Regions from separate parts of the Triticum aestivum genome. Here region 2 is linked to region 1. Evidence: chromatin contacts called from public Hi-C data. All regions are on one chromosome and are shown on one strand. Each heading gives the region's core, a stretch centred on a gene start, on an enhancer-like site or on the middle of the called end of the contact. The rest is flanking DNA. Distances are from core to core; before and after follow the strand shown.

Region 1 (3,018 bases), core at 236-2,735:
AGGGCGCGCGGGGTGAAGGCGGGGTGGGGGTGGGGGTGCTAGTGGAGGTAACGTGACGCTATGAGCAAGGATGATGTGCCGCGGAGGCGGCACTACTCGACAACTCATGTGAGGCAAATGAGGTGGAGTAAATGGACAAGCAAAGAGATGACTCGTGACATAAAGACTAGCGAAAGACTGACACTCAACCATCGTTGGAAAAATCGATCTCATGAGTGATCACAAATTGTGGCCTTAGTTGTGTGTGGGTTTTGATTTTTGACTCGTATATGTTTGTTAGGGAATAATCACATGTATGTGTGGTTGTACGCTACATATTGCTTTGCCAACACAAAGTTAGGGATAATCTAATCTTTTTTCGTTGATACGGAAGAAATGCAATTTGTGTGCGAAGAATAGTCAGCCTACCAACAAACTTGTTTTTTATTTGAATGATTTGAAGATTGCTCACCATGCCTGCCGCGCGGTCCAACAAAGATGTTAGATGGCCATTTTCTGCCCTTCAATTCCAAGCAAATAAGAAAACATGGCAACTAAAAAAAACATGAATTTTACCGCGGAAGAATATATTCCTGCAAAAAAGAGAAGACATCCGTCCACAGCATGTTTCATCTTATACTAGATAATTGTCTGTGTTGCAACAGAGTATAATCATTTTAATATATTAGTCTGTGACTGCATGTCTATTATTACGTTGATGCGCTAAAATCTTAGCAGATTTTTGTATGGAATCATCATGATTTATCTGTCATATTACTGTTAAGCACTTATTTGGTAAGAATTCATTGACTTACCAAACAAAATATTAGTTTAGTTTGGTAAGTTAATAAAATGTGAGTCTATTTTAAGGAAAACCGGTGGAAGAAAAAACAAAAATGGTGAAGAAAAAATGAAACGGAAGAAAGGAAGAGTGAATGTATATGGAGAGGTTGGCCGAAGGGAAATGGATGGTAGAGATTAGCCATACAAACTCAACTGAAATCGATGGTCATATACACCTTAAAATAAGGGATGCCATACTCCGCAACATCCGCTGCCGGTGGCACATTGGCCATGCTTACATCACATCATCATCGCATGCACCCATCACATGGCCTCAAGGGCCATCTCACATCTGAAGGCTGCAAAGCCCGTCGCGTGGGCAAGGCTTTGCACTGAACGTGCACGCAAGTATGATTAACGTAAAATAATGTCATTGTTTAAAGTTGCCTTTGAACTTATTTGGTATGGTCCCTCGTATGGCATGTCGCTCCTCTCGATTTAAACCGATCCGATCCAAGTCCAACTCGACACCACGCTTCTGACCGGCAGAGCAGTCAAAGAACAGACCCATACATAGAAATGGAGCCCGGGGCCCATCGCTCAGCGACCGAAGCGGATACGGAAACGCCCCCCTCGCGAGCGCCGGAGCCTCGCAGCAGTCCGGACCGCAGGGAATCCCCGCTTGCTCGCGTGGATATATTCGCTGACACACCGGGCCCACAACGCCGCGCCGCCGGCCCCCCTCCCCGTTATTTAGCAGCCCCCCGCCTCAGTCCACACCTGTCCTCTCCCCCACCCCTGCGCAGCGCATACGCACTGCCCACGGCCGCAGAGCTCTCGCGTCGCCGGCCGCCTGCCCGGACTCCTCCGCCGCGAGACATGGCCGGCACGGGCGACGACGCCGGGATGGACGAGGTCCAGAGGCGCCTCATGTTCGACGACGAGTGAGCGCCCGCAGCCTGTCCCTGTCCTACCCTTTCTCCCTCTCTCTCCCCCCGCCTCTCGTTGTTTGTTAAGTTCGAATATCTCGTCGGAGTTGTGCCGAGATGCGCGCATCTGGATTTGTCGGCTGGGTTTCACGTCTGGGTTTTGAGCTTTCCCTCTCGTATGTTTGGCTGCTTCGTTGGATCTCGTCGGGGATCAGGACGGGAGGGTGCGGGATTTAATTTTGAACATTGGGTCCTGTACTCGTCTTGCCGTCCTGGTGTGATGACTTGGATCATCACGGGAGGGTGCGGTTGTCTTGTGTGTCGGGGAGGTACGAGGCATCGATCTCGTCTATATATATGGTGCGGAAGACCGCTGCACCAGAAAATCCGGACATGCCATTGCCATGCGACGAGGGCACTGTAGTGCAGCCTCTGCGTTTGGCTACGAAGTACATATCGTATCAGGAAGAAACAGCTACTAAGACTGCCTGCTTGTTTCAGACGACAAGCAAGCACCTAGTTCTTTGCAAAAATCGTCCATGTTTTGAATGTGCTAAACGTGATCTGAGGTGGTGTTTTACAAGTTCCATAGCCTGGAGGCCGTACAAAAACGCTCAGATTACGAGCAGTACAAATTTGACTGGGAACAGGAGATTGCGCGTAGGCGACCGTGCATCAAGGATAAATTTCCTTACGAATTAGTGAGGTTGTGGTGTATTTCTATACAAAATCTCAAAAAATTGTGGCTGCAGTATACAATGTTACACACCAAAAATCGGAATGAAAATCAATGGTATGTGGGACACATAAAAAGAACATGTGCCACAATTTTTCTTTTCTCGAACTTACTCGTTTTGTTTCTCCAAACGCTCAAGAATATGGCCCTGAAATTTTATATGTGAAATCGATTCAGTACCACATGTTCAGGAAAAAAATTTGGATTTTTTTTGTGCACCATATAAATATCCAAAGAGTTAACAGGTGTAGGTACCCATGCTTATAAAAGCCTCACTCTGTTTTTTTCAATAAGGAGCTCACATCCCCCCGCCCCCTTTCATATTGCATTATATGAAACTGATAATTATATGAAGGACCCAATTTGCAAGTTTCTTTTTATTTTTAAGCACTTGGATGAATATTTTTTCCTTCCTGAGGGTAGAGCGCTTGGGTGAAGTTAGCACAAAGGCTGCAGTCATTTATGCTGGAATTCAGAAGATAAAGTAACACTCGTGGTTCTAAAAATGAGCCTTTTTCCTTCAAGTACTCCTTATATGACAAATTTGTTCAGATCTTGTCTGCAACGCAGCAAGTTTGACTGTAGTTGTTC
Region 2 (3,018 bases), core at 312-2,811, 380 kb before region 1:
GTGATGAAATTTTGCATGCACAACAAACATTTATGAAAGTATGACACAAACAAATTCAGATTTTTTTAATTTTTATTCTTTTTCTATTTATTGTTCACATCAGGAGCATTTGCTCCTGGGTGTAGAAAGGTACTTTCGTGATTAATCTCTTCTTCTCCGTAAAGAGAAAGCGTTATATTTGCAATAACCATATTCTGGTCCTAGTTTGTTTACAGACATATTCTGGTGCTAGTGGCTTGTATTATAATCACTGCACAGTTAGTTTAGCCTTGGTGTGACACCACTTCACAAAGCCAAAGTGCACTTCTCTCTCTCTCTCTCTCTCTCTCTCTCTCTCAGCATTATCTGCAAAAGAAAAGTTGATTCGTGTTTTTGGTGGCAGCTTAGCTCATGCCGCTGCCAAAAATAATTTACTCTTACAAAGGAGATCGTAGAAGGTTTCCAGAGCACGGAGCACCCATCGTTTGTACATCGAATCCGCATCAGGGGGTACGTCAGTGGCCTGGTCATCCACTAGAATAAGCCCACTAGGTTCCAAGAGGACGACGACGGGCCCCAGGGGAGTTCATGGGGTGCGGCCCATTCACAGCTGTTCCTTCCTTCCTTCCTTAAAGTTTAAGAACGAACGCGGGTAGTCGGAGCAAATTTGCATCGTGCCCAGCGTCCTTCTAGAAGCCAGCCTACGTTCTTGCTTTGTTCAGACCTGGGGCTCACTTTTGTTGGCAATCTGTTCTACTTACAACATGTGGTTCTTGGTTTGCTAGTTCTTTTTCTTTCAGATAATTAGTTATTTTTTTGGGTGCGTTTGAACTACATGTCACATCTCCGTAGCCATTTTGGAGGGCACAGTGCATAAAATCCAGTACAAACCGAACACGATTCCATCAGAATTATTTTTTACTAATTTTATTTGCGTTGAAGTTTGTAAAGTGATGAAAAAATATTGAGAAAAGAAAGTGAAAAGTGGGCAACAGGCCAATGGCATTTCTTGCACCGGAGGAAAAAGAGGCATCACATTCTCCCATCGAAATGGAAACCACCGAGGCAAAAGCGAGCGCATCCCTCGTCACCCTCCTCCGTCGTCTTCCTCGCGGTGGTCCCCGCGCCAACGCACGGGACACGCGTCACCATCTTATCTCTCGCAGCCAGCCCCGTCTCATCGGACGGACGGGCGGGCCAAGCAAGCATCCATCCGCGAACCGCCGAAGCCCCCGGGCCACACGGTGGGCAGCCCTCGGATCGCGATCGAACGACCGCGGGCCGTTCAAACCTCCATGCGCGTCAGGTCAAACGCGCGACCGCGTGTCCGTGCTGCCAGCGTCACGCGTGTCGTGGCTGCTCGCCGCGCGCCGCACGTGACCGCGCGTCGAGCCGCGCGGCCGCCCGATCCTCATCCGACGGAGCCTATGCCTCCGTCCTTAACGGCGTGATGGGCGCGGGGGCCACGGCATCACGACGCGGGAGCGCTGACCGGGAAGACGTGGCCGTGACGGCGTCAGGCACGGTCGCCGTCTGCTCGGAGCCGCGGGTAGGGTATATAATGCCGTGGCACTTTGGGATTTATTTATTTCTCCTTCTCTCTTGTGTGAGGAAGCAGATATTAATTATCGCGCACACGAAAAGAGGGAGGGGGCGCAAAGAGAGAAGGGACTAGGACACGAGAACCAGAAGAGAGAGAGAGAGAGAGAGAGAAGAAAAGCGAGAGAGAGGTAGGGAGATTGCTGGAGCTGGATCGGGGCGCCGGGCCGGCCGTGCAGATCGGAGGAGGTGAGAGCTCCCCTCCTCGTACTTCGTCGGGTTCCGTGCCTGTTGTGCTACTGATTTTTGCAGGAAGTCGCTGAATTGCTGTGCTTTTTTGGGGTGTTTTTTTGCTTGGTTATTTTGGGGTTGATTCCATAGTTTGGGAGGGTGAAGGTGGATCCTGGGCGGGTTCAGGCGGGTGCCTGGCTCTCGTTCGGCGATGAGATGGGCTCTTAGGCGGGTTTTGGTTGGGGCGGGTGGTGTCTAGCTGACGAATCAGTTGGGGATTTGTGTTGGTTCGAGCCAATTCGACCTGCTGAAGGTCTCACCTGAGAGCATTTCGCTTTTGGCTTCCACGGATGACCTCCATTTTGGGGACGAAGGAGTTGATCCTTCTCAGCTTCCGCTCTGGAGGGTACTGTTGCATTTTGTTGCTAATTTTATACTGGCTGGCTCCTAGGTCTAGCTGGGCATGGCCTACTTATGGTTCGTCTGATGGACACTCATCCGTGCCAGATGTACTTGTGTTACTTGGCTGCACTTGTGCCCTGAATTTATTATCCCAGAGTGAGTTAATTTCGTGGCCAAATTAGTGATCCTCATGTTAGAAATGGAACCATCGCTGCCTCTGGTTCTTCGAAACATGGAGGCAGACATACAGTAGATTGATGCGGTAGCTCCAAGTAGTCTAAACTAATTTTCCTTGGGAGGAACCACAGGATCCATCTGCTTCCTTGATTGGGACATATACAACTCGGGAAAAAAAATCTTATGTTTCGCTTGATGAGTCAACTGGACTTGCCTTTCCTGAAGACAATTCGTGGAAAAAGAACTCCCTTACTAGGCAGAGTGCCCCCATAGATGAACAAATCGAGGTTGGTTTTTTGAGCGCGTCACTAACTTAATACTATGATTTTAGCATGTTCAACCAACGTCCAGGATCCCAGTAGTTTCAGACCTTCGCTCACTGCAGACGGTACACAAATTGGCTTCTTGTGTGAGTGATGAAAGGTGCTGCTGGTTCCACACGGTCTGAGTGGTCAAACTTCTTGTTGCGAGTGGGGGAGGTTCCTTCTTCGGAATTCATAGCAAGAGCTACGGACAAATAGTCAAACCAACAAGGCTGGTCAATCGTCTTCAACCAACTAGAGAATCTTAGGGTCCGCTGAACATTGGTCTTAGTCGTGCATTCACTGAAGGATCTGTGACCAAACAGTGCGACAGTTCTCTTATAAACAAACTAGAGAATGCTCGAGGTTGCATGTCTTAGTTGTGAAG

What was found. Hi-C and Micro-C count contacts between places; a contact is called where the count stands out from the background.
Region 2: a contact with region 1 is called in a Hi-C map of leaf, with 10 times the contacts expected there. The contact joins the promoter of LOC123188366 here to the promoter of LOC100192161 in region 1. A contact is called at or near these places in 2 of 5 Hi-C or Micro-C datasets (both in leaf).

The regions. Positions count from the first base shown.
Region 1 is chr2A:204,339,292-204,342,309 of IWGSC CS RefSeq v2.1, reverse strand. LOC100192161 (isopentenyl-diphosphate Delta-isomerase I) reads left to right here and starts at 1,485. Exons shown (of 6, transcript XM_044600445.1): 1 at 1,485-1,706. The coding sequence starts at 1,642.
Region 2 is chr2A:204,721,339-204,724,356 of IWGSC CS RefSeq v2.1, reverse strand. LOC123188366 (chitin-inducible gibberellin-responsive protein 1) reads left to right here and starts at 1,561. Exons shown (of 2, transcript XM_044600450.1): 1 at 1,561-1,767.